2 separate regions of the Mus musculus genome follow, and region 2 is linked to region 1. Evidence: chromatin contacts called from public Hi-C data. All regions are on one chromosome and are shown on one strand. The core of a region is the stretch at or near the end of the contact, and the rest is flanking DNA. Distances in the headings are between cores, read along the strand shown.

Evidence for each region. A called contact is a pair of places that touch in the nucleus more often than the background predicts.
Region 2: a Hi-C map of muscle stem cells shows a contact between it and region 1, with 2.5 times the contacts expected there. The contact joins two enhancer-like sites. A contact is called at or near these places in 2 of 15 datasets of contacts at CTCF or cohesin (both in the NIH/3T3 cell line), 16 of 484 Hi-C or Micro-C datasets (adipose-derived mesenchymal stem cells, cardiomyocytes, cerebellum and 12 more) and 2 of 115 datasets of contacts at active chromatin or transcription factors (astrocytes and stem cell-derived neural progenitor cells).

The regions. Positions count from the first base shown.
Region 1 is chr4:100,005,397-100,012,063 of GRCm38.p6, forward strand. No RefSeq gene overlaps it. Among named protein-coding and RNA genes, the nearest start is that of BC062258, 79 kb to the left of the region's middle. Within about 2 kb of position 3,230, at least 40 of the 459 cell types and tissues checked have an H3K27ac peak or open chromatin away from gene starts, as enhancers often do. A contact at or near this core is called in cerebellum and muscle stem cells, where this site is marked.
Region 2 is chr4:100,987,644-100,994,310 of GRCm38.p6, forward strand. It overlaps Cachd1 (cache domain containing 1), which reads left to right. Exons shown (of 27, transcript NM_198037.1): 20 at 439-599; 21 at 908-994; 22 at 1,736-1,852; 23 at 3,181-3,332; 24 at 5,086-5,247; 25 at 6,392-6,469. Among named protein-coding and RNA genes, the nearest start is that of Raver2, 78 kb to the right of the region's middle. Within about 2 kb of position 3,553, at least 28 of the 459 cell types and tissues checked have an H3K27ac peak or open chromatin away from gene starts, as enhancers often do. A contact at or near this core is called in cerebellum and muscle stem cells, where this site is marked.

The sequences.
Region 1 (6,667 bases), core at 1,980-4,479:
TGGCTGTACAGCTCTTATTTTAATAAAGCTAGGGCTCTAGACTTTGGGCTCCCCCAAGAGGAAGCAGGTTTGTTGGAGTCCAAATGGAATTCCTATCTATGGTGGTGGAGCCTGCATTTCAAAACTGAGTGCTTCTTTGTCAAAGATCAGGTGACCATAGGTGTATGGGTTTAATTCTGGGTCTTCTTGGGAAGACCAGCAGTCTCAACCTGGACCCCTGGGATCTCTCAGACACTAAGCCACCAACCAGGCTGTACACACTAGCTGATCTGAGTCCCCCAACATGAATACAGCAGAGGACTGCCAGGTCTGGCCTCAGTGAGAGTAGATGCACATAACCCTTGAGAGACTTGAAGCACCGGGGAGTGGGGAGGCCTGTCAGGGTGGTGGGGTTGGAGGTGGGGACATCCTCTTGGAGAAAGGGGGAAGGAGGAATGGGATGAGGAACTGTGGGAGAGCAGACCAGGAAGGGAGTAAGGACTGGGCTGTTAAAAAAAAGTAATAAAAACTAAATAATATATCATCATAGCAAATAACAGTATAAAAATTGTGTGCAATAGTTAGAGGCTGCTCTGTCTGCAGTGAGCAATGGAAGCCTTTAGTTCACTGGCCATCTCAATGTACCCCTAGAGACAAACCCATGTTTATAAAGACATTTTCTGCCAAAGTCCAGGCCAGGGCAAACACTTGTAACCTATGACCTTTAATTGGCAAAGGATGTATTCTTTTATTTAGATAATTCAGTGTTTCTGAACATATTCATTCAGTGTTTTATTCCTTATTTCAGTACTGCTGAAGTGCCCTGTTGTGTGTGGATGTCAAGTAATAGGAGGAAAATCCTCAGATACATTTTGGACCTTGTCTCCCTCTCCCACATGACTGTTAACCATTTGAGCATCATGGCCATCTGAGGCTGGAAGACTTTGCCAAGGAGCTAACTGCAGCATCAGCCACACACTTAACTCTCATCTTCTTTCTGTTTCCTCCTTGTCTTTGGTCCATGAAGACATCTCATACTTTCCTGCAAGTTCTATTGTGCTCAAAATGGCTTTACTCTGGTCTTCTGTATGTGTGTGGCGCTGGGGACTAAGCCCAAGGTCCGTGTATACTCAGAAAGTGCAGTTACTGTAGTTTTTTGGGTGTTTCTGTGTAATCCCTAGGTAGGAAGGAGATGGTTGATTTGAACTAGAATCTGAAGTTCTCTCTGCTTCCATGCTCCCTCCATTCCAGTCTTGTAATAGCCAGTACGGTCTTTGTTTGTCTGTGTTGAGACAGAGGGTCACTATGAATTTGTAGTCCTGGGTGGCCTGGAATTCACCGTGTAAGATCATGTTGGCCTAACCTTGACACAATCTGTCTGCCTCTGCCTAGCAAAAGTTGTGTTTAAAGATGTACAAGGTCACACCTGTGTGGTCTTTTTTTTTTTTTTTTTTCAATCTTTGTTTTCTTCTTGTATAATAACCCTTCACAGAACTCTGTCACTGTTGTTTTGTCAGGCGACAAGTATAGCCCATCTTTACCAGTTTCTCTTCTGCGGTCCGCCTGCTTTGTCTTGGTGGAGACTCCTCCCCAAGTCTTATGATCCCAAGACTATCGTCAGCCACAGCACCCACGTTTTCCTGCCTTTACTCTCAATCATACACAAGTCAGAGGGGTGGAGCATGGCTCAGGTTAGACCTCGTCCCTTTTGATGACCCACCACACACATTGGCTCATCAGGTATGTACATGAACCAAAGAGTGCCATACTTTGTCCTTCATTTTTATCCTCCCATTTTGAGATAGCAGGATAAATCTCTTTTCCTTTTGGATCATACTTAGATTGTAAAGATAGAGGCCTGGCAAATATCAGTGACAGTTTTCTTACCAGACCAACAGAATCTGTTAATGAAAGAGAGAATAAGTCTAACTAAGAAACAGAGAGACAGTGTTGGAGAGATGGCTCAGCAGTTAAGATTGCTTGCTGCTCTTGCAGAGGAACTGAGTTCTCTTCCCAGCACAACACAGGGCAGCTCAAAACCACCTGCAACTCCAGAATCAGGGGATGCCAGAGATCAGATACCTTCTGACCTCTGATGGCATCTATTCACACATGCACGTGCATTTACATACTAAACAGAAAAAGAAATACAGAAACAAATGGAGACAATTAATTAGTAGAAAAAGAAAGTCTTAGTGGCACTATCTAAGCTCCTGGATCTAGCCTTGCTTGAAGTTTGAACACCAGAATTTAGAGTTATAGAAATCAGTGCATTATTTTTTGAGCTAAAACTATTTTGTGATGAGTTTTTGTTACATGTTTTTAAAAAAGACTTAATCATGGTAGGGCAAGGCCCTCTGTGAACTCCGTATTATCTTATCTCTTTTCCTGTTTTTTCAATGATCAACCGTACAAATCTTCTCCAGTTCTTGTGCTGAGCCAGGATCCCCGTGTCAGAGCCTTCACACTATCCGATCTTCCACTCACCCTGTGACCGTGTGACTAAGTGTCTGGATATAGGTCATGTTCTTACTGAAGGCTTCCCAAGCTGTCTGACTGTGCAGGGTCTCCCCTCCCCCATGGTGATTCCTACTTGAGCTTTTCCCCATGAGCCCACCACAATCAAGATGAACAAAGCCCTCCACAGTGAGACTGTTTCTTGTTTATAGTCCATCTTCTCCACTCAGCTATGAGCTTCAGGAACTTAGAAGTCATTTATCCAGGAAGCGGTAGGTGAAACGGGGTCTCAAGCTGCCCTAGAACCTACCTTAGGTTGGCCATGATCTCTCCCTGACTGCTAGAATTACACAGATGACGACTCACTGTGCCTGCTGACAACTACTTAACTTAGCTTCACCTCAGCCATGCTGCAATGCGTTTAGCATGTAACAGCGCATCATAGGAAACAGGGGTTCTGTTGATATTTGTCAGTTGAAAACAAAAAGAATGAATATCTGACTTGGACGTTTTTGGTTTCCATGAGATTTGCTAGCCCGTGGATAAACACAGGCAGTGCTGATCACAGTGTCACCACAGAAATCTCCATAAAAAGAAGAGAGCAGCCTCTTGCCTCACTCATCTAGTCCTGGGCTTTCTGCTGATTTCTGTCTGCATACCAGAGTGGCCCTTGCTCCCAGGAGATGGCAGTGTTGTATAGCCTCTGGTTTGCCCAGGCTCTTAAACAAGACTCCAGCCCTGGGAGCTATCCGGTTGGAGCTGGACTTTGCCCTTTGCAGCCCTGGAACACCAGTGAAGGCTCTCAGAACAGAACTGTGTGTGTGTTCAAAAGAGCAGAGCCTTTGTTCCAGAGACAGACGTGTCCAACTCCAACACAAGCAAAGTCCTGATTGATTCATCTGCTTTTCTGTGTGGTTTGAGGACTCCATCTATCTGAGGGTAGCTCAAAAGTGCCCCCACCCCCTACCTCTGGCCCCAGCTTGTCTCAGAAGACAAGGGTCAGATCATGGAGTTGCTACCTCTGGGGGCCGTGGAAGATTCTCCCTACTCGTAATTTCTAATTTCTGCCTGAGATGTGGAAGTTGCTACAGTGAGTATAGACTGAACCAATTACCCTCACATGTGGTCTTGGATCAGTCACCTAAGATGTGACCTTGGGCAAGCTCCTTGTTCCACCCCCACTCCCCAATATTAACACTGCCTGCTTTGCAGATATGTGATTACGTAAGTACTCCCCCCCCTCCCCACACCACTACCACACGCATAAGGATGAGGGTGTGAGGAAAAATCCACAAAGTTTTTGCTAGAAAAATTTTAAAACCAACCTTCTTCCTAGCCACTTCTTTTATCCCCAGTGTGACTGTAAAACCAGATTACCAAGTGCCTGTGGTCATTGGACCACATCCCAGTCAGGTAAGCCATGTCACCAGCCCGGCCCACAAGGCGGCTCCGGCTGTTCCCCAGGGTGGAGACCAGGTGCTTCTGGGATCCTGGTTTCACCCGTCCCAGAGGCCTTGGCTCCTTTTCAGTGCATTTCTGCCTTCTGTGGCAGAGCATCTGGGCTGTCGTGCTGGAAGCATTTTGGCCTCGTCTTGGGCCCTTATCTCAGAGCTGTGTGAACCCCATTCCTGCCATGTCAGAACCCATTAGAGAGCCCTCTGCTGAGGCTTTTGAAGGAATAATCTGCCTATAGAGGGAAGGGGCTGTGCCAAACCAGGCCAGATGGAGTAAGTAATGAAGGCCCCAGATTAATCTTGCTTGTCTCTTCTTTCCCACACGAAGGCTCAACCCTAGCGCTTGGCAGTCTCAAGACAAATTACACTTGTCAGCTTCAAAGAGTAAGTTCCCTTCCAAGCCAGATTGTTTGTGTTCTCTCTCTCTCTCTCTCTCTCTCTCTCTCTCTCTCTCTCTCTCTCTCTCTCTCTCCATCTTCTCTCCTGAAACAAGCACTGGAGTTAAAATATGCCTAGGAAAAGTGATATTTTTCCATGGCTCTAAAAAAGGCTTCTTTTGGGCATTTACACTGTGTTCAACATTGAGGCCTCACATATACTCCACGTCCATTCTCATTAGATCCCTAATATACGATGAGTGCAATAGCCCCATTTTACAGATTAGGAAAGTGAGGTTTAGAGACAATGCCTGGGTCAAGGACATACAGCTAGTGAGTTGAGAACAAAACTCATAGCTAGAGCATGAACACATTCCCGTCTCTGCAGTTAATTTCTCTGAAATCTTGACCTCCAGGGAAGCCAAGAATGTAGCCTCTTCTTTTCTTCATTGTTAAAAATTCTCTTGGAATCATGGGCTAAGGTAAGGATTAGGTTTCCAGAAATACATATGCCAAGGAACATTCTAAAAACAACTCCTTGGTCATTAAGATATTTAGAAAGAATAGAGCCATTGATTCCCTCATAGACGCAAAAGTCATGTGAGCAGCAGAGAGATCCTCAAAGTACAGCCAGGTGTGATGGCTCATGATGTGACCCCAACACCAAGGAGGCTGGGCGGGAAATTTGTGTATGAGTGTGAGTTTAGCCTGGGCAACACCATGAGATACTTTCAGAACAAATGCAATTGCCAGGGGTGCTCAAGCAAAGAAATTCAGTGAACCCCGTCATATTCACTGGTCCCCCCAAGACCTGCAGCCCAGTCACGTTCCTTTAGGCATACCCAGGAGCGTCCACGGAAGGAGCCGTCATAGCCAGTCTGAGAGCCTTGCCTTGCACAGTCCTGTGTTTGGATTGTGCAAACACACAAGCAGTGCTTGGGAGTCCGTAAAATGCAGTCTGTGTGTGTGAGACCCCTATATTCCTAAGTGACTAAGAGAAGCCTGGCTCTCATCTAGAGAATAAATAAACTAAAGTTAGGAGGCCAGGTAGCACATCAGGCAGGCATGCATCTTTCAGATGCCCAGTTTCTGAGCAGCATCAATGTAGGTATTGTGCACCTGGTGGGCTAAATTAGAAGGGCTGGACATGCTTTTCCTTTGCTCAAACAGTTCTGGTCCCACACCTAGGTACAAGCATTGCAGGGACCAGACTGCCATCTTGAAGCTGTATACAAGTCTACCTAAATGGTTCCTGGTCATTCTTCACCAGGAAAGAAGTACTTCTGGGAGCCATTGCTTTCACTTTCAGGTTATCAGTACTGAGCTCTACCCAGCAGCCCCCACACTTTCCAGGCCTTTGCACTGAACCCAGTCCTAGCAGCCACACTCCTTACCACATGCTCACCACACCCCAGCCTCCCTCCCTGGCCCTATTTTCCACTTCACACTAGTGCCTCCCACTGGCTGAGTCCCAGCAGAATCCAGTGGACAGAGGGGCCCAAGGGCTGTCTGTGAAGAAGCCTTAGGATGCAGAGCCAATCAGAAACAGAGAAATTGGGCATCAGAATGTGTAGGCAGATGAGAGCCCAAAAGCCTGGCGCCGTGTGAATTAGGGTATGGACAGTGTTCCTTACAGACGGAACAGGAGATGGAGGTGAAGGGTGGGGGCCTTAGACCTTAGGTTTGGCCCCAAACTGGCCTTCGCATGATTCTAGCATGCCTAGCTAATGTGTTCCAGCAGCACATAGGAGCCTGGTTGTGGGCAGACCCCAGTGCCTTTCACGACTCACTCCACACATACATTTATACCATCTCCCCATTATTTGTTCTTTTCCTGGAAGTCTCTAATGGTTCCAAAGACCTTAGTTTCTTAGAGACTAAAAAGTAAAGGATTTATACAAACCCAAGGGAGAGCTGAGTATAGCTTTAGTTCCTTTCAACCGCTTCAGGATCCTCTCCTTAAGGGGACTTGGCCCTCCTCTTTGGTTTTGGCCCAGGCCCTCTCCTGCTTGCAAAATCTCTCATTACTCATTTCCCTGAAGGCCAGTGCAGGGTGCTGCCAAAAGGAGGATCAAAGTCCAAGGGAAGATCTGCACAACTCTTCTGGGGGGGTGGAATTGTAAGTATTGGTCTCAGGTGGAAACCTAGGCATTCTAATTATCCTAACAGGCGGGATGAATTAATGAGCAGTTACTGAATAGCTACTGTGTGCTGGGACGCTGGCTCACTGGACAGCAACTTGCCCCTCCTTTTATTCCAGGCAATCCTTTCTCAAAGACCACTGAGATGTTGCCTTCCTTCCTGGCTTGAGTCTACAGATACTTATGTGCCGTCTTGGGATGCAACAGTGACTACAGTCAGGCACAGTCTCTGCCCTTAAGGAGCCTCAGTTTGGAAAGT
Region 2 (6,667 bases), core at 2,303-4,802, 980 kb after region 1:
TGCTCCCTAGGCTACATTTTAAACCAAGAGACGTCTCAGTGGTCATGAGCCCTTGCTGCTCTTTCAGAGGACCTAAATTGGGTTCCCAGCACCCGGGGATCCAACACCCTATTCTAGCCTCCAAAAACACACACATATAAAAGTAAACCTTTTAAAAATACTAAAAAATGTTGAACAGTGGCCATGTGATGCTTTAATAATCACAATCTAAACTATTCTGTCTTTTCTGCAAGAACGCTAAGTTGCCAGGTGGTGGTGGCACATGCCTTTAATCCTAGCAATCGAGAGGCCGAGGCAGGAGGATCTCTGAGTTCAAGGCCAGCCTGTGAGAACAAAACAAGTTCCAGGACACCCAGGGCTACACTGAGAAACTCTGTCTTAAAAAACCAAAGAGGCTGAGGCAAGTCTTTGCACTGCTGTCTTTCATCTTTTCCACAGGGGGATTTGACGAACCTTGTGCACGGCAGCCACTGCTCTAAGTACCGCCTGACAAGGATCCCAGGAACCAACGCGTTTGTCGGCATCGTCAACGAGACCTGCGACTCTCTTGCCTTCTGTGCTTGCAGCATGGTGGACCGTCTCTGTCTCAACTGCCACCGGTGGGCTGGATTCTGTTCTTGGACTGTTTTGACCAATGCCAGGCATTTGGAGCAGAAGGGGTGGGGATGTGTCCTGGGGAAGGGAAGTCCAGGTTTACAGGAGCCTTTAGATCTGTGCCGTTCCCATGACCCAGTCACTGTGGCTGCGGGTTCAGGTCAAATGCTATTTAAATCTTCATCCACGGCCTCACTTTCACCGTCGACTGTAAAACTCGCAAAGGATTTTTTTTTTTAATCTTAATCCCCTGGTGTGTGTGTGATATTCTGCTGACATCTACCTCTGACTAGTAATTCTGTTTGCTTTTCAGAATGGAGCAAAATGAATGTGAATGTCCTTGTGAGTGCCCCCTGGAGGTCAATGAGTGTACTGGCAACCTCACCAATGCAGAGAACAGGTAAAAAAAAAAAAGTGTGTGCGTGTGTGTGTGTGTGTGTGTGTGTGTGTGTGTGTGTGTGTTTATGTGTGTGCATGCATAAATTTATATTTGTATGTATGCATGTACACATGTACAAATGTAGGTATGTGTATAAGCTCCATGTTATTATCATGTTTTCTATAGATTTGTTTTGGGTTAAGAGTGTACAAAAGTGCTTTGTTCTAATGAGGAACCTAGTCAGTAAGCCAGATTTCAAATAATGTCTGCCTTGAGGTTCAAATAAATATGCTGTGACGTATTAATAATGCATGGCTGTATTAAAGCTGAGGAGATGGTTCTGTGGGTAAAGTTCCTGTCGTGCAAACATGCGGACTGAGTACAAGTCTCCACAGCCCTGTAAAAGCCAGGCAGTGACATGTGCCTGTAACCCTAACAATCCAGGAAACAGGCAGGACGATCCCCAAGGGTTTACTGATCAACCAATCTAGCCAGATTATGGTGCTGTAACTTCAGGTAGGGGTGTGTGTGTATGTGTGTGCGCGCGCACGCGCATATGAGCACATATATTATTTCTATTGTACACAAATATAAACAAATTAAGCAATCCAATAGTTAAATGGATTGACCCAAGGTCTCACTGAGTGGCAAAGCAACCTATACCAAATATAAAAACTCAGATTTGTCTGACATTATCAAGGACCTAGGTGTTTGGAATTTGGGTGCCATTGACCCTAACCTCCAAACTTGCTTCCTACATAGAAACCCGAGCTGTGAGGTTCACCAGGAGCCAGTGACATACACGGCTATCGACCCAGGCCTGCAAGATGCCCTGCAGCAGTGTGTCAACAGCAGATGTAACCAGAGGATGGAAAGTGGGTAAGAGACCTTCCTGAAAGCTGGGTGTGGTGGGACATGCCTTTAACCCAGCACTCGGGAGGCAGAGGCAAGAGAATCTCCGTGAAGCCAGCCTGGTCTACAAAGTGAGTTCAGCACAGCCAGGGCTACTATACAGAGAAACCCTGTATCAAGAACTGACACACACACGAGAGAGAGAGAGAGAGAGAGAGAGAGAGAGAGAGAGAGAGAGAGGGAGAGACTATCTTGAGATCAGTGCTTAGCAACCCCACTGAGCCTCTGCAGCCAGTGCTTGGTTCCCTATCCTTCATGCTTTAAGGAGATGTCCTTTGTGGGGCGCTAGTATGGTTCTTACACCATGAGCCTTATGTCTCACAGATGAACTCTTTCATTCCCACTGGTTACAGGTATTTGACTCTTGCTCTAGGCTGAAAAGGGCCTCTGCTGTGTGTATGAGGTCATTTTGTTTCAATAAGCAAAGTGCAAGAGATGTTGCAAGGGATTAGGATCTGGGCTTCCAAACAGGACCCAGCAGCCATCAAGGCTTCTCTGGGAAGTATTGCAGAACTCATTAGTTTTCCCTTCTCCGAAAACAGATCTGCTCCAGGGTAGTTCTGAGAACTACCAGCCCTGTGTCCCCTGCAGCAGGCTGCTCCCCTCTGGGTGTTTTGGACTAGGCATGGGGCAGAGGCTATGGCAGACCTGGAGGAGGGAATTCCCTCCCTCTGCCTGCTGGTTACCATGTGGATCAGGCCAAGCGAGGGCACAGAGGGCATGTCAGCCTCGTCTTTGGTTGAGCTGAGGAAAGGGTCACCCAAGCACTGATTAACATGGGTTGTCACGCTACATTTAGGAGCAGGTAGCATTGCCACCAGTGTAATTTTTTAAGAGCCTCACTATGCACGCGGCTCAGGAGACTGGCTGTTAGGAAAGCTCTTTTAAACAGACTGACTACTCTTTTCCTGAATGTATTTGTCTATTATTTCTTCCTTTTCCAACAAAAACCAACATAATGACCACTCACATGGGGCATGTTAGACCAAAACCAAACAACCCTGGGGCCATTTGCCTTTGATCTTCTGAGATGACTTTGAATAAGACCACACTAATTCCCACGTGGAGGTTGTAAGGTAACTCAGAATACTTGGCCTTCTCTCATTGTCCTGTGGCCGAGAGGCATGCAATAGCCACCCTCAGGTTAAAAACTGCTCTCCCCACTTGACAAGGAAAGGGGCTTGACAGGCAGCCATTCAGAGCTGGAGTAAAGCTGGGGCCCTGAGATCTGACTAAAGGCCAACTTACCCGCCCTCCCGCTCATACTGCTTCCTTAAACATTGTCAACCTGCCAGGGACTGTTTCGGTGTGCTGGACTGCGAATGGTGTGTGGTGGACAGTGATGGAAAGACTCACCTGGACAAATCCTACTGTGCGCCCCAGAAAGAATGCTTCGGGGGGATCGTGGGAGCCAAAAGTCCCTATGTTGATGACATGGGAGCCATCGGTATGTTGACTAGGGATCCATGGTGATTTGACTCTTGAATGCAATTTTCTGCCTGTATCCTGGGACCAACATTAATCATCCTTTGCCCAGCTTCCCTGATTCGTTTGCCCAGTCATCCTTAGTTAAAAAAACCCAAGGCAGATAATTACCTTCAGAGCTGGCTACACACTCTGTGCAGTGAGCAGCCAACCATGCTGCCAAATTTTGCAAGCCTGGAATTCATTCCCATGAAGCTGACTTTAAGAAACTCTGGCCTGGTTTCCACATGGCTGAACTCGAGTCCGCTTGGATGTGCATCCCAGCTGTCAGAGCACAGGGCCTGCCTGGGGTGTGCTAGCTCATCCCCGAGCCTTCCCTTTCCCCTTCCCACCTTACAAGGTTTCAGCTACCCACCACTGTTTAGGGCAATGAGGTCAGCAGATGCCAAGGCTGCTTAGGGTTGCTATAGCAGCTTAGGGTATGGACAAAGACACCATATGAAGAGCCCCCTGGGATCAGGTCACCAGTTCTTGAAGATACTACCAAAGACTCTATTTATCATTGGATTTTTTTTTCCAGTGTCTTCCCAGAATCAGCAGCATGCCCTTGCTCTTAGCTGGCAAATTTGAGTCACCGTATCTAAGCCACTAGTGAATGTAGACGTTTCTCATCTTGGTATACAGTTGTGACCCCATAAACCTATTATGGGTTGAAAAAAAAATGTCAAAATGTTTTTTAATACACTCAGCCTGCTGAATGTTAAATAACTTAACAGAACAGTTCACCACAGAGTGCTGGTTTTTTAACCCTTGTGAGCCCAGGGCTGATTGGGAATTGCCATAACCTGCATCAAGAGAATATCTATCTTCCATATTCCAAGCCCAAGATTCCAAAGCCCAAGCCATTTTTACTGAATGCTTCATTACTTTTTACCATCATGAAGGTGACAAATGAGTCAAATCATCACAAATTAGGGACCATCTGTATCTTGCTTTTTTTTTTAAGGTTTATTTATTTATTTTGTATATAGGAGTACATTGTTGTCATCGTCAGACACACCAGAAAAGGGCATCCAATTCCAAATACAGATGGTTGTGAGCCACCGTGTGCCTGCTGGGAATAAAACTCAGGACCTCTGGAAGAGTAGTCAGGGCTCTTTACAGCTGAGCTGTCTCTACAGCCCTGTATCTTGCTTTTAAATGTCTACACATCTACCCTGACTGAAGGGAGGCTATATTCTCTCCTACGGGGCTGTGGGTTTGAGTTCTTGTGTTACTGCTGAACCAGATAAGGGCACCGTTCACACAAATATACTCCAGAGGGGTATTGTCTGTGCTTGCAGGAGGCCACACCTCTGCAACGTGGCCTGTGAACCATAGACGTGTGTACTTCATATCCCTTAGTTCATGTGTCCTTCCAAGAAGCCCACCTCACCTTTCTCTACTAGGTGCTGTTGCCTCTTGAGGGTAGCCAGGACTGCATCAGCACTAGGCAATGCATGTGCGTAAACGGTTTTCATCTGTTCACTCTTTGCAGCAGCCCTTAGTATCGGTGCTCTTGCTCTGTGTAGCAACCAACATTTAAGAATCAGGAATGAAACGAAGCTTCCACTCCCACATTCTTGTGTGTCAGTGAGGAATTTAGAGCATAGCACGGCTATCCACCAAACCCTTCTGCTCTTCTCCTTTCCCTCCCACCACGCTTGCTCCATGCCCACCTCTCCCTGCACTTGTGAGATGCTGACACGACACATCCATTCATTTCTTCTCCGCAGGTGATGAGGTGATCACACTAAACATGATTAAGAGTGCTCCGGTGGGCCCTGTGGCCGGAGGCATCATGGGCTGCATCATGGTGCTGGTCCTTGCCGTGTATGCTTACCGCCACCAGATCCATCGCCGCAGCCACCAGCACATGTCACCTCTTGCTGCTCAAGGTGAGTACAGAAAGCCTCTTGGAGGTTGTTGAGCAGCGATTTGAATAGGCCTCTCAGAAATCGTAGAGCAGCGTGACATCTGATGTCCCCAAAGCCTGCTTTCTAATTTAGTGCCTAAATTCCACATGCCCCATTTTGATTACCCAGAAAATACCAGGCCCTTTCCAGATACTGCCGGCATCCTCATCCCTCACATACTCCGTGGCTTACATGAACTGGGCAGCTAGCGTGCTGACCCACAGGGTGTCAGCATGCTGCCCTTGCAGGTCTGAACCCAAGCAAATCAGAGACCTCCAGATCATTATGAGCAAGAATTTGAATCTATCCAATGGCCTTCCTGTACATTAGAATAATCAGATCTTTCCAAACAGAATAAATCATCGAAGCAAACTATAAAAAGAGTTGGCCTATATTCGTGACCTTGTTGCCATCTGAGTCTGCCATCTGTACTCAAAGCCATTCCCACCCTTCCCGAAGTCCCCAGAGATATGTCAGCCTGCCCTTTGTGAAACTCACAGTTTTCCTGTCCACTTAGCTCAGCTTGTAGGACTAGTGACAAGTTGGTGTTAGGTGTTGCTATGACGACAGACCTGACACAGCATAGCCACAGAGAAAGGTATACCTACCTGAGAATCGGCTAGACTCAGGGTGGCCGCATCCAGTGTGGCCTTGCACCTGTATGCAGCTCTGGAGCCTTTTCACGGCTCAGCCAGTAACGCTTCAGACCCACTTCTTCTGCTTAAGCACTTGATAGAAGATTAACAATGAGCTGGCCTCCACCCGTTTCTTCTTTCTCCAGAACACTATTCTAGATGCTCTTCCCTTATTCTCTTGTTCTTCCTTTGTCTCTGCCCACCCATGTATCAGACAGAGGCATCTGTTCATTCTCTTGCAAGCTCATTATTTTATTTTATTTTATTTTATTTTATTTTATTTTATTTTATTTTATTTTATTTGAGGGGCTGGAGATAGAACCCAGCACACTTGAGGAGAGCTTTCTACCACTCTCCTCCATCCTCTGCCCTGAACTCATTCTTGACGGAATGCTGTCACCTAGCCATCAAACCATCACTCAGCAGGGTATTAAAGCCCATGGTTTTGTTTGATTAAATAGTCATGTTTCTCTCTTTCTAATGATGGACAGAAATGTCAGTGCGTATGTCCAACCTGGAGAATGACAGAGATGAAAGAGACGATGACAGTCATGAAGACAGAGGCATCAGTGAGTATCTGCCACCCCCTGCCTCGTGTGTCAGCGGGAGGCTAATCCAAAATAAATATTCTTTCTTATGTCCTTTTGGCTTGTATTAAAATTTCAGAAGCTTTGACATGGTAGATTTTTTTTTCCTCCCCTTTTCACTAGGAATAGGTGTGGGTCTCTGCTTTGTTTCAGAATATCTCTTTTTTTTGGGATGTTATC